Regions from separate parts of the Sus scrofa genome. Here region 2 is linked to region 1. Evidence: chromatin contacts called from public HiChIP or PLAC-seq data. All regions are on one chromosome and are shown on one strand. The core of a region is the stretch at or near the end of the contact, and the rest is flanking DNA. Distances in the headings are between cores, read along the strand shown.

What was found. HiChIP or PLAC-seq counts read pairs in DNA pulled down with a chosen protein or histone mark.
Region 2: an H3K27ac HiChIP or PLAC-seq map of alveolar macrophages shows a contact between it and region 1. The contact joins two enhancer-like sites. A contact is called at or near these places in 1 of 47 Hi-C or Micro-C datasets (embryonic fibroblasts) and 2 of 2 datasets of contacts at active chromatin or transcription factors (alveolar macrophages and skeletal muscle).

What each region holds. Positions count from the first base shown.
Region 1 is chr15:127,638,999-127,645,843 of Sscrofa11.1, reverse strand. No RefSeq gene overlaps it. Among named protein-coding and RNA genes, the nearest start is that of NYAP2, 610 kb to the right of the region's middle. Within about 2 kb of position 4,268, at least 1 of the 83 cell types and tissues checked has an H3K27ac peak or open chromatin away from gene starts, as enhancers often do. A contact at or near this core is called in alveolar macrophages, where this site is marked.
Region 2 is chr15:127,849,669-127,856,709 of Sscrofa11.1, reverse strand. No RefSeq gene overlaps it. Among named protein-coding and RNA genes, the nearest start is that of IRS1, 450 kb to the left of the region's middle. Within about 2 kb of position 4,184, at least 5 of the 83 cell types and tissues checked have an H3K27ac peak or open chromatin away from gene starts, as enhancers often do. A contact at or near this core is called in alveolar macrophages, where this site is marked.

The DNA of each region.
Region 1 (6,845 bases), core at 3,019-5,518:
AAGATGGCCATGTCCCCTTGTCCCCAGGGCAAGCTCTCCTAGAATAAATCCCTGTTTGTCTTTTCTGGAAAATTGGGCAGCCTATCACTGACTGCCTGGCAAATCAAGTTTCTTGAGATCTGATAAATATTGTTACACAGCTCATCAGGCTTTATCTCCCTCGAAAGCAGAAGGTGACACAACGATGCCTTCTGTAACCTTAAGAGGAAGAGAGAGAAAGCATGATACTTTAGGAAACATTAGGCTGATTAGAAGATCCTGCAATGCAGCCATGGCTTCAAATATTAAGGCCAATGGCCACTCTGAGCATAGCTGCTCTGTGCAGTGCAGAGTGATGATAGAGTGATGGCCAGGGAGGAAAGGCCATGGAGGGAGAAAGAGAAAAATTATCCTACCGAATGACCCTGACTGCCTGGGCAGAGCCACATTCTTTTCAAGGTGAGCCTGGCTTTATCCTGCCCTGATTAACACGTGGGCAGAGAGGGTATTCTCCATGGTGTCCAGACTATTCTTAGGCTTGATTCAAAGGGAACATAAGAGGTCAGAGAAACTAGGTTTGGAGAAAGGACACTTATTTGAATTTCAATTCTGCCACTGGCTTTAGGACATTACCGTTTTGATATGCTATGCTTCAGCTTACCCATCTTACAACACAGAGTGCAAGCATATTAAAAGTAAAACAAACAAACAAAAACTATTAGAACATTTCACACATTACACACTACATGTACATTTGTAGATAGATGTACATGCCTTGTCTCTGGAGACTGGGAACAATCAGAGCGTTAGAAATTTGAAATCCTAGTTCTCCTTGGTGACAGTGCCAACCCTCTGCATTTCTCTCTGTAGTTTCTTTGTCCTTCCTTCTATTTTTAACTCCTTGAGTAACAGGTTTTTTTGTTTGTTTGGTTGGTTGGTTTTTTGGTTTTTGTTTTTGTGCTGGGTGCTGCACTCATCTTCTTATTTTATTTTTTTTTCTCCACTTTGAGGTTTGTCACATCTAAAGCCTTCTCTCTTGTCGTAGTATGGAGAAATGAATTCTTTCCCTGATAATCACCTCACACCATCCACAAAAATTTTAGATCCTTAGTACATTCTATTAGGGCAGGTTGTTCTGTAATGCAGCTTAGGATATTTTTCGCAGAAATAATTACAATTAAATAAAATGTTGGAACTTGACAAAGTCACATTCAGGTACTTGAAAAATCCAATTTTGATTCTAGGTCAGGACAGAGAGATAATACTGTGATTGAATTAAAATGTCTATAGTTGATTTAGAAATAATGAGATTTTAAAAAATACAATTGGAAAATAGAGATATATATTCAAGAAGTAAAAGTCAAGAGAGGATTGAGAGATGACAGGAGACAGCAAATTCTTAGTTGAGCCAATTAAGACTTGAGTTTGTGGCGAGGTGGCCATTCCTTAACATTCTGGAAAGAATACCTTGGACAGCGAATATCAGTGTCGGACAGGCACTTCATCATCAGCAAGAGAGCCAGCTGGAAGGATTTCAGAGAAATCTTGGGAAAGCTGGGATGGTTTATGATACCTCCAAAGAAATTGAGAACGTTGCACTTGGTATTTTAGGCTGGCCTGGTTTTTAAGTTGTACTTTTCCCATCATTTACAAATGACCTTTTCTAAGTCACTTGTTTATTTAAGTAAATAAATACTCAAACAAAAATGAACAATACAAATCTTTATGTACTTTTTCTTTGGCTATGGATCTAGAAAAGAGTTTGATTCTTTATGTATTGTCTTTGGTAGCTATATGTGCTAGAATTTTTTTTGCAGTTAATTGTGTTCTACAAACTCATGACAATGTAATAAGAAAACTCCAATGAATTGTGTATATATTGAAAATAACTCAGAAAACATGTAGAAGATGCTCTTTGCCCAAGTCAAAGCCATTATTCTCTTTTCCCCTGATCTCAATTTATTTTGAGCATCCACTCTTCCTTCATTTGATTCAGTACCTGGCTTTAAAAGTAGATCCTGATTGGTCCAAGACTGTTATTCCAACTGCGGGTGCCAACCACTTGAAAAAAATAAGTCAAATTTCTGGGTCACATTGTTCTTTTAAAATGACACAGAATAGGAAATAGCAGAGTGTTTCATTTAGATTAGGGCCAGGGTAAGAAAAATTTCATAAACTATTACTTTAAACAATTAGGTGTATCTATGTTTGCCTTGATGTAAAACAATTTTTTTTATTGTGAGTCACAGTCAAATAGTTTTAAAACCATTGGAGTGAACTATTATCATGGCTCTGTGTTTGGTTTATTTGATGATAGGCCCCAGAGTTTTGAACAAGGCCTATACAGGGAAGTTGCTAAGTATTGTCCAGAAAAGTTTGCTAATGGATTATAGAAATCACAGAGTAAGAGATGACTCTCCTTCTTTCACTGTATGTGTTCTTGTGTGAAGAAGAAAACCTGGAATTGTTGCAGCATCTTGCAAACACAAGATGACCTGGCTTGTGGAAGAGCCAACCTCTTGAGTAGGACAAAAATGAAACATAATATGAACCTGGCTTCATTGTCATGTTGTTGAGCTGGCCAGTGCATTCTGATGCCTTCTTACCTCTAAAATTCTCTTTGTAAAATAATCCAGTTTTGTAACTATTTAAGCTATTGGGCTTCAGGGTTTCAATTTTCTTGATCTGAATGAATCTAAGGTGACACAAGTACCATCTTACATTTAGGTGCAACCATTGAAACCAAGACTAGTTTATTCAGTAAATTATGTTTTAATTATTATGTGTGAGTTCTAAGTGTGGGAATGTAGCTGTGAAGAAGATCAATGAGGTGCTTGCTTTGATGTGTGTATTTAAGCGGTGTAGGCAAGTAATGAATAATGAAACAAATAAACACATTTACATTATGATTAATCCTCTAAAGGAAATAAATAGAATGACACAATAGAGTGATTTGTTTGGTATTCAAAGTGCTTCTTTGAACAAGATGATAATCTTTCTAAGGAGGAAGAGGTGTTAGAGCTGAGACTTGAAAGAGAAAGTGAAGAATCATGGGAAGAGTGAATGAAAAACCCTTCCTAAAAGAAGAACTATGCACAGTATAAACTGTACTGCTGGGAGAGTGTGCTCACAGACTTTTTCCATTTTTATACATTCAGTTCTGGGAAGTTTGCAATGTTGGTAAGCCTTTCTACTGATCCCTTGCTAAGAACTCTAATATCTCCTGGAATGTACACTTCCAGATACTAGAATTACTAAATTATCCATCACTAGACTGATTATCCCTTACTTTACTGGATTATCCCCATTAGATCTGAGTCCCACAGTTCTAATAAGGGATAATCCGGTAAAGTGTTGCTCAGTGTCAGTTCACTAAATAAATGAATGAATGGAAACTCCTAGGGACAGTATCCATGGGATAATGACTAATGGCTTGTGGGAAATTCAAAGTCCCTGAGGTTTATTCAGGTTATCCTGATCCACTGTTAAGAGAGTATGCCATCTAACCGCACCCAAGGAACCATAGATATTGTCATGCTATGTTTATGTTAATGATTCTCACTTTAGGTGCATTATCGCATAGAAAAATAATTTGGCAAAACCCATACCAAAGGTTAATGATAAATATCATGGGGCAAGGGAGGTTTTTGATGATCCATGTGAATTAAATTTTATTTTGCTCCATTTCTGATTTTATATATTTTACATATATATTAAAGTTTAAAAGATGTCACTTCTGTGTTAGAAAAGTATCTGTTCATTGAGGGTTAATTCCTGATAACTACTTCTGGAAAACCTCTCCTGATCCCCACTTCTTTTCTCTCATTCTAATAATCGATCACTCTTAGGAGTTCTAGTTGTACACATAATGTGCAATCCCAAGATTACAGTGACTAAGTTTATTGGAGCCTTATATTGGCTCGTGTCCCTCACTAAATTATAAAACCTTTCAATCTAAGATGTAGGTTTTATTGTATTTTCACCCCAGTGTGTACCATAGGGCTAAGATACACTGAAGTTTCAATAAATCAAAATGAAAAAAAAAAAGAATGAAAATCAAATTCCCCGTAGAATCAAAATGTTTTATTTTGATGATATTCACTCAACCTTACTATGTGCACTATTCTTTCTTATCTCCATTATTGCAACAATTGTCTGCCTCTTTTCCCAACCTTCAGCCTAACTATCATTTGTAACTCTTTACTATTATCGTGTGATATAGGAGGGCTTTAGAGTTGGAGCTTTGAATTTTAGCTGTAACATTTACTGACCATGTGATCATCAGCAAATCCCCTAACCTCTCTGAGTCAGAAGATCATGACTTAAGAGGAAATGATAAAACCTAAATACTCATCAAAGTGAAAGACAAGTCACTATAGGCTATGTGACCAGACTATTGCATTTCTTACTCTAAATACTTTATAATTCTCTTTGATACCTATTTTTTCTATCACTCTCAATTTTCTATCTCAAAACTCATGATAAAACTTTGAAAGTCCTCTGTTTCAATTCTCACTTGAGTGACAGCTTTCCTCATAAGAAGCTCTGTCCTTCAGTTCTGCCTGAAATCAAATGGATAAATATATCTAATTTGGGGACTTAATTGGCAGGCCCACCTGAGCAATAGATCAAAGCTATTGTTCTCCAATCTGATCTTTATAAGCAATGAAAGTGATTTTTGGTCACTTTGAAAATTTTTCAACTTTTTCAGATGTGAGGTGGGGAAAAGTATTAGTATTTTTAAAAAATGTCTTGAAGACTCCATTAAAAGCAGTCATTTACAGTGTGTTTACTATTTACCTGGGGTGATGACACTTGTTTTAGGTACATTATTTTCCCATAGATAATAATTACCTGTAGCACTGTTTAAGTAGACAAATTCCCTTGTCCCAATTCAGACCTATGGATCTGATGTTCTGGTAGATGTCCGATAGTTTGTTACTATTACTATAACATATACTTTAGGGGAACTTTATTTTTGAGGCAGATTGGAAAGCACTGAATTACCATATTTAAAATGCAAACCAAAATGTACCCAAGGGAGTTTCCTACAAAGAAAAATGATGGAAAATGTCAAGACCTGTGAAAGGTCTCAGATTTTATCCTACTTGCCAACTAAAAACCCTCACCACTTGCAAATTTCTTGGATGCTGGCAGAAAACACAAGACTGCAGTGTTTATTAATGCACAGCAATAGCAGTAGCAAAAGCATCAGAATCTTATTCCATTGGATCCTCAGATTTCAATTTGCATGGATACAAAGAGAGCTATGTGGTGCCTGCACAGGTAGTGGTTTATGTTACAGAAGAACTCTGAGCTTGCTCCAGGAGACATCACCTCTGTCTTCCTAGGCTGTCTGCTCTACACACACCATTGAGGATTGTCTGGAACAAAACCCATAAAAGCTTCTGCTCTTAAGATGTGTAGAAACACAAGACACCCATAGAGAACTGTCTCCCAACAATCTGGACTATGATCTTTCAAACAAGAATAGCTTAAATAAAAGTTTCAAGAGAGGCAAGAATGGAAAATATAGTGATAACAGAATCAAATGCTTGAGCTTTGCAGGAGGCTGGAATAGATAGGAAACATATTTAAATTCAGAAATTGAATAATTTATATACAGAGCTTTTGATGACTGAATTTGGCTCCTACTGCTATGGCTTCCAACCAAACAAAGGCTACCATGGAAATAAGGCCAAGGCTGCTCCCTTCAAAGTCCATGACCAGAAGTGGGTACCTCTGCTCAGGTTTGAGAGACATGGAGAGCTGCCGCAATTTCTTGGTAGCTCAGTACATCATCTGCAACATTCTTGGAGCTAAATTGTTGAATGCAAATTTCAGAAATAAAATGATAAATAGTGGGGTGAAATCAGAATCTAAGACCAAAAAAATAGTAATGTGTAATTGCAAAGTTGAGCAAATTAAATGTATGAACTGTTATAAAATAATAATTTTTAATTTTGTCTTTTTTTAGGGCCGCACCTATGGCATATGCAGGTTCCCAGGCTAGGCGTCGATTCAGAGCTGTAGCTGCCAGTCTGCACCACAGCAACAGCAGTGCCAGATCTGAGCCTCATTCATGGCAACACAGGATCCTTAACCCAACTGAGCAAGGCCAGGGATTGAACCTGCATCCTCATTGATGCTAGTCAAATTCGTTTCCTTTGAGCTACGGTGGGAACTCCAATAATTTTTTTTTTTTTTAATACCACAACTGCTGCATATGGAAGTTCCCAAGCTAGAAGTCAAAGCAGAGCTTCAGCTGCAGGCCTACACCCACAGCCATGGTGACACCAGATCTGAGCACACCTATGACCTATGCCACAGCTCGTGGCAACACCAGATCCTTAACCCACTGAGCAAGGCCAGGGATAGAACCCTCATCCTCATGGAGACAGTGTCAGGTTCTTAACCCATTGAGCCACTATGGGAACTTCTAGAAAATAATAATCTTTAAATAACTCCACAAAAATAAGCAGAAGCCTGGGTCTTTTGATATTTCATTTAATTTTTTGCTGGAGAACAATAGTACAGATAAATTAACCTTTTTATGCAAAACTCTCTGAAGTTTCTTACTTAGAAACCTAAATATTTTCAATTTTGTTTCATTGGTAAGTTTCTTTTTCATCTCTGTTTACTTCACATTTTCTTATCTTGCCACTACTCTGTGCCAAAAGTATTGCACATATGCATTAATACATACCATCTGGAACATCCTTCTTAAGAAGAGAAAGAATAATGTGAAGGCTGATGGATTCAATACATCCCCCATCTGACATCTATAACCCCCTCTCCCTCCAGTGCGACTTGTGGGCTATAGCAGGTCTCCTTAGATTTGATCTGAGGACCATTCATGCTCTTCC
Region 2 (7,041 bases), core at 2,935-5,434, 210 kb before region 1:
CTCTTAAGTATAGAGTATCTACATAAATTATTTGGAATTCTGCATGGGAGATTATCTACGTATCTATCTATTTGATCATACAATTACTTCCGTGTAGACTCATCAATGTATATTTTATACTATGGTTTATAATCTGATGCTCTGTTACTTATTTGTTGCTCAAATTGTTCCAGCTTTAGCCACTGGAAGCTCTTTCAGTTAGCTCCTGTATCCCTTTCAGATTAGCACATCTGTGTGTGTGTGTTGGAATTTTAATATTCCTTACTTTCTGACACTATAGTATCTACCCTTCAGGCTTATCTCATATATTCACTACCCCAGCCCTAGAGTCAGCTATTTCTCAAAGGAGTTTTGGTCCTTTTTATTGAAGACTGGGATAAGAAAAAAAGATCTGGGCTCTGGATATGCTTTGTTGCTTTGGGGGCATTTTTGCTTTTAGTCTCTCTAAGTTTCTAAGCAAGGGATTATACCAGGTTTTTTTGTTTGTTTTCTTTTGTTTTGTTTTCATGGAATGCTTATTTAATGCCATCTTTGCCAGCAGGCACTGAAGCAGCAGGCTGTTCCCAGCTACCCTAGATTAGAGACCTCAGGTTACAGGAGCAAGTTGTTCATAAATCGGTTATGGGTACTGGGGTCCCTGGCTGATCCTTATTGGGTGGGGCGCCCACTTCTGCCTTCTACACCCACTTTGATTTTTTTAATATTGTTTGTACATATCCCTGAGTCCACACATCCTTTACTCACTTTTATTCCCCATAATGTGCATCACGTTATTATACCCTGTCTACTTTATTTGCTTATTTAACACGTGTATGAACATATTTAAGAAAATATGAATGAATCGACATTAACCTATAAGTAGAAATAGCATCCATGGTGATTTCCCCTTCCTAGGATTAAAATATACTGGGAAAATTTAGAATTACTCTCAAATAGAAAGCACAGCACTATCATTAGCGGTCCTTAGAAATAAAAGCTAAATTTCATTACACACAAGCAAAAAATAAAAACCTCCTTTAAAAATCTGTCTGTACCCCAACAGATAAGAAAATATATTTTAAATAAGATCTTTTAAAAAATGAATAAAGTTGCATGTGCAAATCACACTGCATATGTATTCAAGGTTGGGCTATGATAGAAACAAAAAATCAGTTGAATAGGGACATTTTCTGTCAGCGTTCTTTAAAATTTTGAATTTTTATTTATTTATTTTTTGTCTTTTTGCCTTTTCTTGGGCCTCTCTCATGGCATATGGAGGTTCCCAGGCTAGGAGTCTAATCAGAGCTGCAGCCACCAGCCTAGCCAGAGCCATAGCAACACACGATCCGAGCTGCATCTGCAACCTGCACCACAGTTCACGGCAACGCCGGATCCTTAACCCACTGAGCAAGGCCAGGGATCGAACCCGAAACCTCATGGTTCCTAGTCAGATTCGTTAACCACTGCGCCACGACGGGAACTCTCTTGGATATTTTTAAAACCAAAGGCAAAGATGAGTTTCTTTAATTGCTTTTTTATGTCGCAATCCTGTAGGAATACCTGTTTCAATATCTATGTATTCATGACATTTCAAATAGCCACATTATCCCCCTTTATCATCATATAATTAATAATTATTAAATCAGTATTAATGGATATTTATATTGTTTCTCATGATGTACTCAGTAATACTTTACTGAACATCCTTGAATATTATTTGCTTAAATATTTATTTTAAAGATAGATTTCCACAAGTGAAATTTCTGTGTCAACATGGATAGGTAAAATTTTATTTCACATTTCTAAAATGTTCTCCAAAAACATAGTGAATTTCTACTTGTATAAAGAATATGTGAAAGTGACTGATTTTTCTACATGTGTGCTAATATTGTATGGTATCATTCTTTTATATTTTTGCTTCTCTGAACTTTAATTTGATTTTCTTCTTTGTTATCAGTGAGTATAAGCATCTTTTTAGGAATATGTTAATCATTAGCACTTCTTGGTAAATTGCCTTTTCATCTTCTTATGCTATCTATATATTGTGATTTCTAGGTTTTCTTCTTGATATGTAACAATTAATTGTATATTAGGTATATTGGCACTCTATCATAAGTTGCCAATGTTTTTCTATTGAGTTATTTGATTCTTCACTTTCTTTTTGTTCTTTTGCTGTTGTTGCTGTTATAAAACTTTTTATTTTTGATGTAATCAGTCTTTTCTATTATGACTTCTGATATTGGTGTCATGTTAAAAAAAGTAAAAGAAAAATTCCATCTTAGTTTACACTTATACTGCATTAAGAACACAACTTAGCATAGATTTACAAGGAGATCCTGCTGAATAGCATTGAGAACTTTGTCTAGATACTCATGTTGCAACAGAAGAAAGGGTGGGGGAAAAATGTAATTGTAATGTATACATGTAAGGATAACCTGACCCCCTTGCTGTACAGTGGGAAAATAAAAAAATTTATTAAAAAAAAAAGAATTTATGTTTGGAGCATATTAGTGGTGTTTGGGGAGGGCTAAATATATGAGCAATTGAGTTCACATTGCTATCTTTGAACCAGATATATTTTTATTTTTAATTAAAATAAGATTTTAAAATTTGAACAATTTGTAGGGAAATCCTTAACATTTTAACTTATTGCTTAAAGAGGAGAAAAAAAATGAGTGCTTTGAATTCTCTCATTTTATCTCAATGTTGGTATTTAAAAACAATTACTCATTAATCATATGAATATAAATGTTTTGTTCTCAATATTTTTTTTCTGCCAAAGGAACTTGAATTCAATTATCTGTTTCCATTGTTAAAAAATAAGCAGTTTTTAAAAGAAGCAAAGTAAATATTCTACTGAATGGGGGGTTTTTGTATTCAGTTCACCTTGCTGGAACAAATAGAATTATACATTATAGCTTGCAAATGAAGGATAAAGAAGATGGCATATAAATTCACATTCAGGCATACACTTACAGCGGCTATAAAACTACAAATCAAACAGGCACATTCAGTATTTATTAGTGATTTTATATTGGATTCTTCAGTCTCTATTGAAAGGCATAGTCAAAGAGTTGCAAATTAATAGATATTCTGCACTTGGAATTCATGTTTCTTTTCCTTATATTTCATGGAGACCAGGAAACTCTGAGTTGTGTTTTTTTAATCCCTGCTTCAAAAGCCTTCCTAAGGAGAGAGTAAGAGTATACAGAGTTTTGAATAGATTTCCCTGTGCTATACAGTATCCTGTTACTTATCTATTTTATACAGATAAGTATATATATATATATATATATATATGTGCATATATGTATATACATATATAGTAGATCTATATAGTGTATAGGTATATTTGTATATCTATTTAATATGGCTAAGATAGTGTGTGTGTATATATATATATTAATCCAAACCTCCTAATTTATCCCTCCCCCCCACTATTCCCCCTTGGTAACATACACTTGAAACTTACACAACATTGTAAATCAACTATACTCTAATACAGTATTTTAAAAATCAAAGAAAATAAAAATAAAAATGTATAGAGTCCTTGGGAGTGTGGGCTAAATAAGATTGAAAAATAGCGAGAAATCAAGGTGTAGGCTGAGCATTCACCTCTGTAAGCTCCCCTGCTCCCCAAGTCCATCTAGATCTCTACATCTGAGCCTCTTTGATGGCACCACTGCCGCCGCTGGACATGCCCACAGACCTCCAGAGAGGACACTGTGGATTCTGCTCCCTAGAGCCTTCATTGGAAAACAAGCTGAAAACACAATGGGCAATCTTTAAATTCCACTCCAAATAATGATATTTACACAGTAGAGATAGAGTAGTCAACGGGGTGGGGCTGAAGTCTTGAATTAGCCACATCGATCTAGGCAAGTGATGGATACGTTTCCCACTGCAGGGAAGAGGCACGCAAAGTAAAGAGCTTTATCTTCTATTTAAAAACTCTATGGACAAATCCATCAGGCTACTTGACAAGTAAATTAAGCAGGGTTCCAGCTTTCAAGGAGCCCAACTCATATTTGTAGCAGGCAGCAACAAATCACAGTCCTGTCCATCCACTGGGCTTCCCCTTTAGGAGCTTAACTGGCTCCAAAACCACCCTCAGAATTTATGCGTCTCGGTCTTCCTTACAGTCAGAGCCAAGTCACTGAGAGCCACCCACAGCTGCTGCTGTTTCTCCTGGATGTGGCTATTCCTGGAACAGGCTGGCTTTTCTTCTTGCACAACCCACCCAAAGGGTAACTCATTTCTTCTCTGGGCTTGGGGAAAGCTGCGGCAGTTACAAGTCACATTTCAGTTCCTGATGGACTGTGACATTGAAGTTAGTGAGTTCCATTTGAGGACAGAGACTCCCAATGCTTTTCACTTACTATCACTCTGATTGAAGAAGAAGGCAAAGCCTCAGTCTAAAAAAAAAAAAAAAAAAAAGGAAAGAAAAATAGAATGACAGAGGTCACTTTCCTGAAGAGTGACACTCTGTAGGGTGTGCAAGAAGGAACTAAATAAACTAGTTGTGTCAGATATTTATTAAGCATGAAGTGTACTTAGGAGTCTGAGACACAAGGATGAATGGCAAATAATATGTCCAAGGCCTTGTCCATAGTGATTAACACCCTCACACACCATATGGGTGTCTTGTAAGTACTAATGCTGAATTAGCTTGCAAACCAAGGGCCACATGCTCATCTCTGCAGAGAAATACACATGAAGGCCATCACATATGTCTTCCCAGCCCCCTCCTCTTCATCATTGTGGCTACTGTCTCTTTGGTGCCTTCCATGAGCCTAGGCCTAAACGAAATATCTTGGCCTCATTTAAGCCTTGTGCAACTTTGTTGGTTATTTATTCTTGATCTGACATCACAGGAGTTGAGGTTGATGCTCAGGAGGTTTTATCCATTCCTTCTGTTTTTAGCTGATATGGAGCATCAGCTCTGTGTCAGATGCTGCTCTGGGGTCTTGCCCGAGAGATCTGGGGCCTCCGAAATCTCTCAGCCACCAAGCTATGCCTCTAGTCGCATCACCTCCTCCTGGTAGGTGTGCCCCATCTCAAACCCAGAGATAACTCTAAACCCAGACATAAGATGGGACCTACGCCACTGGCATAGTGGGCCCCCAATTAAACAGAACACAATTCATCTTGATTGAGCCTGTGTAGCTATGGAAGGGGAGTATTATATGCCCATAAAAAGGGCAGAAACAGAAATGGCTCCCTGGGCAACTCTCAATTTTCATAACATTTGAATAACCCAGATTCTACATCCCCTGAGCATTTTGGCTAAAGACAGCTCTTTATATACATGTCATGTTCTTCTGAGCTTGTTAGCATAAGCTCATTGCTACCTCTTCTGACAGAATTTCCCTGACCATTCTAGTAAAAGTAACATTGTTACAGGCATAGAGTTACAGGTATATAGGACAAGTTTATACCTATAGATTTTATTTTAAGTAGTAATTATTCTCAGTTATTTGCTTACTTGGTGTTTTGTGTCTCTCCTGCTTGACAGTACATGTGTGATTTGTTCCCCATTGTCACTCTTAGTCTAGGCTCAGTGCATAACACAGTGTGAATGCTCATTAGATATGGTCTTGAATAAATAGATATTTTATCCGCAGGTAAAGGGCCAGTCAACGTGACCATTTAATGAACACACAGGAGGGTAGAGCAAGTGTTAGACTTGTCTGAAAATCTGTCCTAATGTAGTTTGGAAAGAAACTGGGCTTTCTATATTACCAACATGCTTTCTTCATTATCATAGACAATGGAGGCTGCTGTGAAAGGCGGCTTGTGAAAAGAATGCATATGTCAAGTTCTAAAATATGCAGTGCCACAAATCATGAGGATTGACACATAGACAAAAATCTATGTAAATGAATCACTGATCAAAGATAAACTTGTTAGGAAAGCAGACTTTCTGTGACACCAATCTATACATTTCTTAGGTTTTCACTGCATTATTCATTTATAGGAAGTGTTCATGGGTCTTGGCATTTACTTTTAAGAAGAGTGTATAATAAATAGACTTTGGAAATGTCTTCTCAAATGTACTCTTCTCTAAGGGCAGGATTTAGAACATTTGAGGATAAGACAATTTGGCATACATTATTTTAAACAAATGGGTCCTGGAATGGAACAGTTGGGTTTAAAATTCAGGTGCTATGTGTTTTCTAATCTCGCTAAGCCTCAGTTTTCTCAAGAGTAAAATTGGGAGGATAATATGATAATTGCATTTATCGTATGTGTGTGTGTGTGTGTGTGTGTGTGTGTGTTTGTATCTAGAAGAAAGAGCAAGAAAGAGAGAGAATGTAAAAGTACTTTGCACAGTGTTTGGTACATTATTTATTCTTGACTAAAGTTGACTAACACACTTGTACTTAGGTTTCATTATATTAAATGGTTTTCTAAAGATTGCTAAAACATCTACTTGTATGAACATATTTCCCTTCCATTTATATTTCACTTTTCTCCTCGCCCCTATTTTCCCCCAAAATGCAATCACTGCTTGACTTTTTAGGAGAAGGCAGGACACTGTCTCAGAAAAGTTGAAGATAAAGCATATAGCTTCAAAGGGCATGTATGTGCTGGCAGTGGGGCGTGGACGAGTGATCCACTTAGGAAGTGATCTCATCCCATGAAATCATTGTCATCTTTTAGATTAGTCGTCATCTGGGGAAGCACAGACTCCAGCCACCAGCGGGGATTGCATATTCAATTGACTGATGACAGTAATAGTCATGATTCTTCAGCCATCCCTGTAATCATTCTCTTTGCTACATGACTACGGTGCCTCCCATGAAATAGGTGACTCCTGTTTCCCCACTCTCTTCATTCTGACTTGGCCATGCATCTTGCTCTAGACATAAGAATGTTTGCATATATGACTTGTAGAAACTTGAAAAAACTCTTAGACATTTCTGGCCCTTTCGTCCTTCTGTCTTCTCATGAGAGCATGCCTGGACTGAGTTGAGACCTTTGAAGTAGCCTCCTCCTCAGCCAAAGCCATCCTGGAGCAGCCGCTGAGCATCCAGTTATCCCCCAGACATGTCGGGAGGT